Regions from separate parts of the Sus scrofa genome. Here region 2 is linked to region 1. A link is a contact called in public HiChIP or PLAC-seq data. All regions are on one chromosome and are shown on one strand. The core of a region is the stretch at or near the end of the contact, and the rest is flanking DNA. Distances in the headings are between cores, read along the strand shown. Region 1 overlaps OTUD7A (OTU domain-containing protein 7A). Region 2 has its middle 59 kb from the start of KLF13.

What was found. HiChIP or PLAC-seq counts read pairs in DNA pulled down with a chosen protein or histone mark.
Region 2: a contact with region 1 is called in an H3K27ac HiChIP or PLAC-seq map of skeletal muscle, with 3 times the contacts expected there. The contact joins two enhancer-like sites. A contact is called at or near these places in 1 of 47 Hi-C or Micro-C datasets (embryonic fibroblasts) and 1 of 2 datasets of contacts at active chromatin or transcription factors (skeletal muscle).

Annotation. Positions count from the first base shown.
Region 1 is chr1:143,414,142-143,420,269 of Sscrofa11.1, reverse strand. It overlaps OTUD7A (OTU domain-containing protein 7A), which reads right to left. Exons shown (of 15, transcript XM_021098720.1): 13 at 4,813-4,927; 14 at 4,569-4,653; 15 at 1-3,482. The coding sequence ends at 2,034. Among named protein-coding and RNA genes, the nearest start is that of KLF13, 120 kb to the left of the region's middle. Within about 2 kb of position 4,534, at least 41 of the 83 cell types and tissues checked have an H3K27ac peak or open chromatin away from gene starts, as enhancers often do. A contact at or near this core is called in skeletal muscle, where this site is marked.
Region 2 is chr1:143,596,314-143,602,605 of Sscrofa11.1, reverse strand. No RefSeq gene overlaps it. Among named protein-coding and RNA genes, the nearest start is that of KLF13, 59 kb to the right of the region's middle. Within about 2 kb of position 2,060, at least 31 of the 83 cell types and tissues checked have an H3K27ac peak or open chromatin away from gene starts, as enhancers often do. A contact at or near this core is called in skeletal muscle, where this site is marked.

The DNA of each region.
Region 1 (6,128 bases), core at 3,285-5,784:
CTGCTTTACCTTCTGAGTGAGGAGCAGAGCAGGCGCTGGCGTCTACAGGTGAGGCGGTATTCTGTGACCTCACAGCTTTGGATGGCAAAGCAATTGCTCAGCATGATGTGAAGAATCAGTCCAAAAAGCTGCCACAAACCCTCTTGATGAGAGATTAAAAAAAAAACACACCTTTTTTTTTTAAACAAAAGAAATCCCAGTAATATGAGGGATATGGATGTTAGTAATTACCACACATTGAAAGTATTGTTTAGCGTGAAAAGTAAAACTTTCAAAAAATTTCCTTGATTCTATTTAATAAATAATTTGAAGGAACCACTTATGCAAAACTTGATTACTGAAAACGCCACATGCTGTGGATAATTAAAAACAAAAAGGAATTACTCACAGGAGATACTCAAATTAGTTTATTATAATTCTTCAAACAAGTAAAAAAACTCCTCCCCGTTTTTTTTTTGTTTTGTTTTGTTTTTTGTTTTTGCTGCTCTTTATGTAGGGGAAAAGCATCCTTTCTGGAGAAGGAGAAGCTGGCTCCAATGAAGAGATGGTCTACTGCCTGTTTTCCAAAGGTACACCCACAGCAAGGCTGGGTGCTTTCTCCTCTCTTGGGATTATTAGAGGCTATTCTAAGGCTCTCACAGGTTTTAAAAGATTCTTTTGCTAATGAGGATTTTACCCATCTTATCTGTATTTCTTTGAAAAAAGATCTTTCCTTAGTGAGGCAGATTTCACTCCTCAGAGTCCTTGACCAAGAACGATATTCTCCAGAGGTAATCTTGGAAGGAAGAGGCTGCGTATTGCTGCTCAAAACAGGGTAGGTAAGGACACATTTTTTTTTTTCCTCAAGAAATGTAAAGAGGCACCAAAATAGGGACCGCTCAGGGGTGGGGCTGCCCCTAATGTATTATGGAGCCACAGTCTGAGTTACCTCCACCTTGCTGAGGGGACCCCGATGGGAGCGGTGCCCCTTCACTGGCTAATCCCACACAGATTCGAGTGGAGACAGGGGGTGGGCTTCCTTCCCCGCTGCTCTCAGCCCCTTCCCTCTGGAGAGAGGCGCAGGCCGGGTTTCAGAGCGGCCTAGCGGGGGCTTACACAGTGACCATAGGGTCAACTCCTCGCCTCTCTCCTGGCCCACCGATGGTTGCTTCCTAGGGGCTCTCCAGCGACAGTTCACTGTGGAAGTGTCTTCAAAGGAGAAAAGTGAGCAGACTGTCATCTTTGCTCATATAAGGGCAACTCCAAATAGTGAGTTCAGAACCTTGCTTTGGGGACCCAAGGTGTCTTTGGAAAGCTCCTGTCACCTGAGCTGCCCGGCACCGGGATATATAGCTACACCTCACAGCGTCTTGCGAGGTAGGTTGTCCGGTGCCATCCTACGGACGCCCGCGGCTTTGATGGCAGTGTGAATGTCGCTCGGGCCGGGGGCTGTGGGAGAAGGTTTTGCTTATGAGATGGAGCCGCGTATTCCCAAAGGGCCACAGGGGCCACCAGGGCGTCAGCGGGCATGAGCCCACAGGCGGAGCCGCCAGCGCGGTCCCTGGGCCTCGCGCTCGCTTCTAAACCCTGGGTGGCACCGATCGCACGCAGGTGACCGCTACATGGAAGAGGTCAGTCGCTGGGTTAGGAAAAAAACAAAAACCAAAAAAACAAAAAAACCCAAAAAAAGCCAAAAAAAAAAAGCCAAAAAAAAAAAAAAAGGCATGTAAAACACTCCCTTCTAAAAACAAAGGGCTGCAAATTTCTTTATTTCTCTTATTGAGGAACAAAAATACTCTTGCAATGGCTATTGAGTTTCCACAGGTACGAGGCAGATGCTAGCTAGCACACCCACTTCCAACAGTATGACTTGTTTCCTATCCGTCTACTACCTGAGTGGCGTCAGTGTAGGTTCAGGCACCATTAGGAACGTTTGACCAAACACGTACACAGCACGGACAGAGGATCTCCGGCCTTCCGGTGGACCAGGGCTCGGAAAGAGACACCGACAGCGTGGAGAAGCCATCCTGGGCGGCGGGGCCGCGGGCGCGCGCTCAGGGCCGGGCCGCGCGCGCCTCGCGCCGCCGCCGCAGCTCCTCGCGGTAGCAGCACGAACAGAAGTGTTCGGTCTCGGCGCGACCATAGAACGCGCAGTTCTCGCGCTGGCAGCGTCGCTGCGCTGGCCCCGCGCCCGGGCCGCCGCGGCCGCACTCACCGTTCGAGCGCGCGGCCGGTGCGTCGGCGTCGGCGTCGGCGAACTCCAGGCCTTCGCGCGCCGCGCCGAAGCCGTTGGTGTAGGTCTGCGACTTGTGCTCGGTCGCGCTCACCGCCCCCGCCGCGCCGGGCAGGGCCCCTGGGACGGCGCGCGCCAGCGACTCTACCGTGTTGACGGTGCGTAGGGCGGCGGCGCGCGCCGGGCTGTAGCTCTGCGACGACAGCGAGCGGTTCTGCTGCGGGTATGTGGCGCAAGGCCGCAGCGCGCCCACGGCTGGGGCGCATGCCTCGTCCCGCGCGCCCGCCGTCTGCACATGGATAACACTCTGGCGCGCAGGCGGCGCAGGCGGACTGCGGCCGGGAACCGGTCCGCTGGCGCCCACGCGCCGCGCGCCCCCGCCTCCGGGGCCCGGAGAGGCCGCGCCGCCTGCTGCTGCCCGCGCCGCCCGCGTGCCTGCCGCCGGCCCGGGGCTCGGGCGCTCCTTGAGCTTGAGCACCAACTGCGTGGGCGGCCCGGCCGGCGGGCCGGGTGATGCGCGCTCGGGGCCCGGCGTGCCTTCCGCCTCCGGCCTGCGCGGCGGTCGCTTGGCCGCGGAGGCGGCTGCGGCGGCGGCGTCGCGGCGCCGCTGCTCCTGCTCGGCGCTGAAGCGCTCCTGCGCGCTGGTCAGGTAGTAGCCGATCATCTCTTCGTGGAACTGGTGCCGGTGGCTGGTGAGCAGCAGGCCGGCGAAGATGAACTTGCGCTCGCCCTGCATGGCGGCGCGTAGGATGTTGAGGCTCAGCTTCACGTCCGTGCTGTACTTCCAGGCGTCACCGCGGGGTCCACTTCCCTTGTCAGCCGGCGACGCTCCGGCCGCCCTGTCCGTGGGCGACGGCGTGGTCTTCTCCGAGGGAGACGTGCTAGCCGAGGCGCCGGACTCCTCCTTGCTGCCCTTGCGCGACTTGGCCTTCTTCTCCTTGCCGCGCTCAGGCGCGTCTCCGTGCTTGCCATTGGCGGAGTTGGCGCGGCTCATCTTGCCGTGCACCAGGCCGCCCAGGCCGCCCATGTTTTTCTTCAGCTTGATACCCAGCGTCTTGCTGAAGCTGCCTAGCTTATTGGCCACAGAATCCGCTCGTGTCTTGTCCTTGTCCTTGCGCTGTTTCTCCTTCTCCTTGTCCTTGCCGTTCTTGCCGTTGTTGCTGTTGGAGTTGCTGCACACCGAGTCGCGGTCTGAATCGAGTGAATCGGCCAAGGACTGCACGTCCTCCCCCGCCGAGGCGGTCGGGGACTCCGGCTGTGCTAGAGGGGCCTGTGGAGGGGGCGGGCAGGTAAGGGATGAGGTTAGAAATCAGCAGTCCCCAAGCGGACTGATGGAGGCAGATCCCTCCCTCCCCGCTGTGTTGCCTCCAGCCCCACTGTCCCTGTCCCAACCGAGTCTCCTGATTCTAGATCTCGAGTTGCTGCCTTCACAGCCCTCATAAGGGCTAAACAAGGACGTCCAGAGTAATTGACAGGCAGGTCAATGTGGAGATGAGGCAGGACTCCGAAGCCAGACTGCCACCAGCTGTCACTTGTGCCATTAGTAAGAGGGGTATCGGTACCTGCCTCAGGGAGCCCAGTGAAGATTAAATACAGGTAAAGGCTGAAGTATGAAAGCACTCTGAGTGGTGCCGGCTTGTCCTGGGTACTGATTGTGCCGGGCACTGCCCTATTTGCTCTTCTCCTGTCACTTATAAAATATTAATTATAAGCTCCACTTTATGGCTACATAAACTAATGTCTAGGGAGAATAAATTCACTTATAAGCTTTTCTTTTAAACATCTCTTTTGGGGAGACCATCACTGAGACCACAAAAATATCAGATACTTAAAGCGAATCCGTCTTAGTATCTGGAGGCGAGGACAGCATGGGTTCTCCCTGGGGGAGGGGGCCAAGTGGGGCAGGCAGCCCCCCTTGTCACCGCCTTTTCGGAGGGGAGGGAAAGTGAGGGGAAGGGGGGGGTGCCAAGGAATCGCGCCCTCGGTTCTCTGCCTTTTCCGAGGACCCACACACTTTTATAATTAATTCCGCTCCGTGGCAGCACATCGTGTTCCGAGCTGGGCAGAGTTTTGTGTTGCGACTTGCCTACGGTTTGTTTTCTGAGTGGGCGTGTTTATTCCGCTCCTTCTGTCGAAGATAAGGGGACCTCAAAAAAATAAAACACACACACAGACACACAACCTAGCCTGAGCGCTGCTATGGCCAGACACGCAGGCGCACGCGCAGACAGGCGCGCGTTCCAGTCGGAACCTGGGCGGTCAGCGTTGGGGAGGATGCACCCCCGCCTTCCTGCCGGAGCAGAATGAGCAGCCGCCGCCCCGCCTGCCGCTTCTTCCCGTCGCACGCCTAGCTTACCCGGGTCTCCGAGGGGATCCGGATCCACGTCACATTCATGTAGCTATGCAGAAGGTTTAGCTTGGCTTCCAGCGACAGGATCAGGCTAGAGAGAGGAACACCAAATGAGACGCGTCCCGGCTCGCCCCGCCCGCCGACCGTCTCCAGAGGAGCCGGGGCGCTGCGCCCAGCCCCTCCCCGGGGAGCCCAGCGACAGCCCGCTCCGTAGGGCGTGGGGGAGGGGGACACAGGGGTAGGGTCTTACTGTGCCAGCCTGGCGTTATCGTTGTCGTCTTTCCCCCATTCCCAGTCCTTGCCGGGGTCCACAGCAAAGTGCAGAGGCAGCAGCTTGTGCTCCGAATCCGTCAGGGGGATTACGGCTGAACGCAAAAGAGGGAGGCCAGTGCCAGGTGGTCCACCGGCCAGGACGGAGGTCAGTGCTCCCGCAGCCCCGAGAAAGGGCAGGAAATGGGCCCCAAGACCAGGAGGCTCCGTGATTAAGGAAACGGAATGGAGGTGTACAGGGGACATCTGGGCCAGCGGGAGCTTTAGGGCCACATATTTTATTTTTATTCTTTTGTCTTTTTAGGGCCGCAGCATATGGAGGTTCCCAGGCTAGGGCTCAAAACGGAGCTGCAGCTCGCTGGCCTACACCAGAGCTCACCTTAATGCCAGATCCTTAACCCAGGGAACAAGGCCAAGGATAGAACCCACGTCCTCACAGATACTAGTCGGGTTCATTAACCACTGAGCCAGGAACTCCAAGGTGGTAATATTTTAAAACTGCTACTAATAGTTTTTAAAATGTCCTACTTTTTGTGGATTCTGAAAAGCAGTTGGACACACTACCTGTCCTCAACTTGGGTCTGTCAGACCGGAAATACCCACCTCTGGCGGCAGACAAAGAAACGGTATTATTGCTTCTGCTGCTTCTAGTTCACCTGGGGTGGGGGTGCGGCTTTAGGGCGAGGCCCTCCCATCTCCTCCCAGAGAGTGAGGGCTGCCTACCCCCCTGCTCATTTGTGAGTTCATTCAGCAAGTCTGTGACAGTGTGGGACCCCCACATCCCATACCCCTTTGTCATAGGGAGCTCACCTCCTGTATTGGGGGTGGGAGGCGGGGACAGAGTACACAGGTGACATACACTTCCTGCTGTCAGGTGGTGATAAGGTAAACAGCAGGCTGAGGAAGCTCAGGCAAAGAGGCCAGCCAATGAGCCTTCTGAGGAGGGAAGAGATAGAGAAGGCAAGGATGGGCCCCTCGCTGCACCAAGGGACAGAGTCATCAAAACCACTCCTGACTGCAACCCACCCCTGCCCCTGGGGATCCTGGCCACCTCTGAAAGGCTGGGGCAGAGGTTGGTGTTTACAGGTTTGTCTAGGATCCACTGGGGGCTTCTGGAGTTGCAGTGGGCCAGCTGAGATCAGTTCCCTAGTGATGGGGTTGACTCGCAGTTGGGAGGTAGGGAGAAATATGGCAGCCCCATTTCCGCCCTCTGAGCAGCAGTCTTTTCGTGGGGGCTGTAGGCCCCTCCTGAGGTTCAAGTCCCAGCTGAGCAGCATAGCCCAGGGCTTGGTTGGG
Region 2 (6,292 bases), core at 811-3,310, 180 kb before region 1:
TTCCTTTGGCTTCTCTGCAGGTTGTTTCCTCCATCAAACTGCTGTGGCATTAAGAGGACCAGTGGCATGGGCCAGTGGCAGTGGGCAGCCAAGGGACTCCTGACTGCGGCATGTGCAGCAATCTCAGGAAGGGGGCTGAGCTCTGGGCCCCTTGTCCTGCAGGGCTCTGGGCAGAAGGAGGCTTCTGGAAGGTGGAGGGATGGAGGAGAAGTGAGCCAGCTCAGTGGGCGCGCCCTTGACCCAGTTCATCACCAGCCCCTCCATGTGCTGCCCAGAGTGGCCATTTCCAAGCTCTGGCTCCCAGCGCCCAAGGTCCTTGAAGAATCTGAAGAGGCTGGGGTGCACCCCCCAGGGACCCAGGAGACATGGGCTGTTGAGGGGAGGTGATGGCAGCCTGGGGAGGAGGAAGAGCTCTGTGTTGGGGATGAGAAACCTGTTCATTTCTAAGACTGGCTCTGAGGGTTGGTTCTGGATTCACTGAGGGAAGGAGGTGAGTATGGTGGCCCCTGGGCTCCCTGGGGTCATCTGCCTGCCATCCCCAGGGATGCCTTTGGCATAGTTAGAGGTTCAGGTAGGATTTTGTTTTGGGGTAAAAATAGCTCTGCTGTAAAGACAGTAATGTCCCCAGTGTCACTCTGCCCCACACCAGCCACACTTATTGGCCCTGGGATGGGAGCCGGACCCAAGCCAGGACAACCGGAGACTCCTCAGGAGGATGGAACTGGCCCCAGGAGACCCCAGCTCATTTTGCAGAAATATAAACTTGAAGGAGGTCCAGGGGCCACGCCAATGCAGAGAGAGTCCAGTAGAGGGGTAAAGGGACCCTGGGTCCCCCAAATCCCCAGGTCCCAGGCTGCCATCCCAGAGCCCGCCATCCCTGCCCTTGGACTCTTAGAAACTCTAGGATGGTTTTCTTGCCCTAAGTTCCCCTTTTTGTGTAAAGCCAGCTAGAAATGGTTATTTGCAAAAGACCTAGATCATACACAGATCTTCCCAGAATTTCTCTTCCTCTAGAAAATCTGGCCTGAGCTCTAAGACCCCAGGGTCTGCAGAAAAGTTGATCTCACAGCACATGCATCCTACACGCAGTGAGCATGAGAGCTGGGACTGTAGTTCTACCTTGAAATTGAATGTCCTTCCCAACTCTCTTCACTTGACTCCACATCTCAGAAAGGCCCTTGTGAATCCCCCTAGAAGGCCATGGCAGTCCAGCCTTTAAATTCTGCCAGAACTACTGGTGACATCTTTTGGGATCTCTGGCCTGCAGTTGTCACTCTTGACTGGGGACCTGAAAGGGTCTCTTTGTCCATGATGCATAAGCTCAGACTCCCACCCCACCCTACCCCACCCCCCCGGCCTCGGCTCTGCAAGGCTCTCTCCGCAGAAGCAGCCTCCTCCACCTCCATAGGACCTCCCCCACCTCCACGGGATCTCCCCCTGCCCTCACCAGCTGGCAGGCTGGGGACCTGGGATCCCCCACCCCCTTGCATCTGGCCCCCTTCCTCTTGGCGCCTTCCCAGTGCTGAGCGCTGTCCTGGCACAAAGCCAGAGTTCCGTAAATGCCAGCTGAACGGAAACCCCACTGAGGTTGCAGGTTCCTGAACTGGTCTCTCTTCTTATTCCAACCCCCAGTCACAGGGTGGGAGCCAGTTGGTATCCTGGCTCCCTCGATAGTGGCCCAGGCTGCATTTCTCTGGGGACCCTAGTGCCCAGGAACCCTATCTGGCCAGCACCTATGTTCCCCAGCGGCCCCTCTCAGGCCCCTCCCATGGCTGCCTTTAAAAACTGTGCACTTGGCAGCCAGAGGCTTGAATTTAGTTATGGGTTTAAGATCCAAAGGGAGTAGGACCTAGAACCTTTTGGCTTTGAGAAGGGGGAAGAGGATGGCTGTGACGTCCCCAGCTTGGGGTCACTTAGGGAAAGAGGGGTGGCAGCTTCAGGGGGCTTGCAGGGTCCCCAGGCCTCTGGCAGGAGCTCCCTGTCCTGGGCTGAGCACTGGGGTGGAGCCTCTGAGCACCACAGGGAGGAGAGGCCTGTGGGTGACCCTGTGTGAACCTGGGGGAGGGGAACTGCCAGGGAAGGATCGCACATTTCAGGAAGTGCCCTGCACCGTGGCCACTGACAAAGGCTGCAGATCCGCCTGCAGAATCCACACCCTACTTTTGCTCTCCCCCTTTCCAGACTCTGGGTGCTGCAAGCACCCTCCCACCCCCCACCCTCTACTCCCCACCCCACCCCCAACACCCCAACCCAATGGATTGCATTCCTTGGGAGCAGGGGTATGGGAGTCAGGGGACCCCACCCCCACCTCTGCACTCCAGGGGCTCCCCGAAGTCAGGAATGTATCCCTACAAAGGACAGATAGCCAGCAGAGGCTTCAGGAAGCTGTTTTCCTCATAGCAAGAGGCCTAGGAATGGGGAAGGGGACCCTCCCAGAGGAGAGGGGTGCCAGCCCAGAGCAGGGGACCTTCTCCCTTTGAGACACACGGGTGCCGTGTGGTTGGTGATAAACATCTCTCACAGGAGTGGTGCCCGCTGTGTTTGGCATTCACCGTGTCCTAATCTTTCTAGAACACTCCTCTGCCTCTCCCTCCACCCATCGCCTTGGGAGAGCACTGGGGTCTCTCATTCCTTCACTAGTAAGGAGCCTGGGGACCCAAGGGCTGGTGCAGCCCCCCAGTTTCCCCACCCATCAGGCTGTGTTGACACTGTGGGGAGAGGCCTGCGTTGGTCGTTATGCTGAGAAATGAAACATTACTTAACCCCAAGGAGAAACCACAAGAAGAGAAAAACAGCTCTAGCTGCAGCTGGGCCCAAGGGTTCAGCCTTGGTCTCATTGCCTACACAGCAAGGAAAGAAGGACTGTTTTTCAAATCCCCAAAACCCCCCCTCTGATGGAGAAGAGTGTAGTTTGTTTGAAGACTGTGACTTGGGCTCAGCTCTCTGGCTGCGCTGACAGTTGCCCTGAGGCCGGAGCTGGTGAGGGGCAAAGCAGCCCCCAGGTGTGGGATGCTGCAGTTTCACCTCAGGGCTCTTGGGCACACTGGGGACCCAAGGCCGCTGCTCTTGAGAACAGAGCTGGGCCCCAGGAGACAGGATAGACCCTCTGCATGGAGCCCCGCCAGGCAGGCAGTGGAGAGAGGAGGCCACAGGGGGTGCTCCAGAAGTCAGGAGGCCTCAGAAGGATCCTCTGGTGGTTCAGCAGGGGCACCTATTTTGTTTGTCATTTGTGGTGGGGTCCCCCATCTTTTATCCTGCGGATCTGTAGGTTTCCACTCTTGGGGTCAACAGGCCCAGCTCTGGCTGCCCTCCTTGAAGAAGGAGGCCTTCTGGGCTGTCTCCCTGCCCCCTACCACCCTCCACAACAGGCTTAGACCTACTCCATTCTCTGCAGGTGCAACATTTCAGGAGTCAGGGCCTCTGGTGGGGTGGGTGCCGCAGGCATGAGAGAGTCCAGCCTCTGGCAGGACTAGGAGGTCCACACCAGCCTACCCCAGAGGAGCCAGGTACTAAGCTACCAAAGACCTGCCTCTTGCCCTTCTGACTTCTCAGGAGCTGCCAGAGCAGTTGTCCCCATTCCCTTGGCCTCTGCCTGTAGGTATTTCTCCTTTCTCAGCCCTACCCAGACCCCTGAGACCAGTGGCCACCAGAGATGCAGAAGCTGAACTTGCACAACTTCACAGGAACATACATGTAACTGTGCATGCGTGCACACACACATCAACAGGCACACACACGTCTGTACACCCAGGGGCTTTCCCTCCCCTGGGGCTGTGTGTGCCCCCTCAGAGGAGCTTACCCTGGTGGGGCTGGCATCCATATTTCCATATATATGTCTCATGTCCACAGTCATTTAAGCTCACAGGCCCTTTACTCAGTTGAAGGATGGACAACTGTGCTGTGTCCCCAGAGTGGTGGCCCAGAAGTTCGCACCTGAGTTGGACTAGATTAACCCCTGCCCTCTGCCTCGGGCCATTTTCCTCATTGGGTACCTTAAGGCTGAAGCCTGGGGCAGGTGCAGGGGTGGGGGGCTGACCACCCAGATCTCCAGCAACTTGGCCCTGGGTCTGGCTGCCCTGCGTGCTTGAAGGTGGCCCTAATCTAAACTCATGCCCCGAGCTACAGACCCAGGAAAACCCGGCCAGTTCAGAGAGAATCTTATCAAATGCCTGCTTCATGACAGATTTGGGTCTGGAGGGGTGGAGTACGGTCCTGAAAAAGGTTTCTCTCAGCCAAAAAAGTCAGATGTCATTCTGTCAAATGACAAAGTAGCATATTTTATGTGTCCCCAAACTTTGTAGACGCTCCTTAAAGATGGGCGGGGGCATGCAGGACAGGTGCCAACAGTGAGAGTGAGTCCTGTCCTGGCCTCTTGCCTCTGGCAAAGATAAACAAAGTTGGAACCCAGCCAAAGCCATGGTTGGGGTTGGGAGGAAGGCAATTTTTTTAAAGGCTGAAGCTCACTGGGGGAACGGACCAGGCCACAGGGTTTGTTAAGTTGGTGCCTCTCTGGGTCAGAAAAGAGCTTCTTCCTTCTTGTGTCTTTAGGACAAAGGGCAGCGGTGCAAGTTAGACCAAGACCCCTCCACCCCAACCTGGGAATTGGCTCCTACCCTTCCAGGCCGGTGCTGCAGGACAGCTCCCTGAATGTTTGCATTTCAAAGAAACAACTCCCAGCTCCAGTGGTGGGAGACTAGAAGGGCAGAGAAAGGACTTACAAGTGTTCTGAAGTAACTACTCTCAGAGGGGTTTTAGGGACCTCTCTTCCTGTCACCAGAGTTTGACTGGGACAAACGGATTTTCCAGGGGGCACTGAGCTTTCTCAGGCAGGAACTTGAGCCATCATCCTAGACCTGCCGCCTTGAGCTATTAAGAGCTATGCTGGGGCTTAGTCAAGTGCCTTAGTGTGTGTGGACGGTGGGGAGAGTGGATGAAGCCGTTTGTGCTGAGTCTGCAGTTTTTACAGGTCAAGTTTGAAGCCTAGTCAGAGCAGCCTGGCTGAAGTTTGCTCAAGGAGAGAGTCTTTGAGAGAGTCTTTGTCACTTCCTGCTGCTCTTGTCCCTGTGGCCCCCTCCCCTCGAGAGCACTGCTTTTGCTTGCTGGCTACCCTCTGGGCCTCCCCACCCCTGCCAGACACCGGATGCATCTGTGAGCCTATGGGAGCTCAGAGCTCACTACCCCAGGTGTGTACATTGGATGGGCCCCCAAGAGTGCACTGTGAGCCCTGATGCTGAGTCTTGAGCTGAGGAAAAGTCATCTCTACCCTTTACCTGGGGTTCTGCCCACTCCCTTGGCCCCCTGGGGGTACACACTCACCTTTCATAGCACATGAGAAGTCTTGCTCCCCAAAGCTGCCATGCTGTGAGGAAGACCAAGCTAACCACACAGGCTACCAGGTGCTCAGCCCAACTGCCAACTGAACACAGTCAAGCTGACCCCAGTCAAGGTCAGGTGACTATTGTCAAAGATTCACCCACTGGCACCATCAAAGCTGCAGCCAGCAGCAAGTTGGCTCCTCTCTGCCTCTCACCTGTCACCTTCTTCCAGGGTCTTTCTAACACAAATCTGCTACAAAGGAGTCTGGGAGATGTAGTTCTCAGCATTCTTGAAATTCCAAGGAAGCACAAAAAGCAGGGATGGAGCCAATAGCAAACAGACTCTTGTTTTTACCTTGACGTCCTCTCCTCCTGACATAGCTGACCTGTGTACCTGTATTCCCATGCACAGGTCACCTCGCATGGTAAGAACAGGGCAGGGGAACTCTTGAAAACACAAAGTGAGTCTGAGTTCCCCCTGGCAATGCTGTAAAGCTCTCAGGATGGATATTACTGGACTCCTTGTGAGGCAGGTCTTCTGTTGGGATGTGAACTTGGTGGGAGCTGGAAGCTGGTTTAGCCCTCCTAGAAGACACTAAAACCATTTAAGTCTCGGGAGTCAATGTTTAGAAGTACAACCATATTTAAGAACTCAAAGGTTCTTAATTCTTGGGAGAGCAGGCCGCTGAGAAAATGAACTTGTGACCTAGCCAAGGCCCAGGCATGGTTCAGGCTGACAGTTCAGCACAAGGACAGAAGATGAATCCAGACTGACTGTCCAAGGTGTCCCCCTACACGGCGGCAAAGTTGGTACCAACACAGGCCTTGGGGTCATGGAAAAGAGGCAGGCAAGAAGGTTCTAGACTGGGCCAGATGCTTCACACTCTGTGGCTAACAGGGCTGTGGCCTGGACCCTGTTTGCCCTGCCCTCCCCTGGCTCCTTTAGCCTTGCCATGTCCATGAAGGGTGTAGGGCAT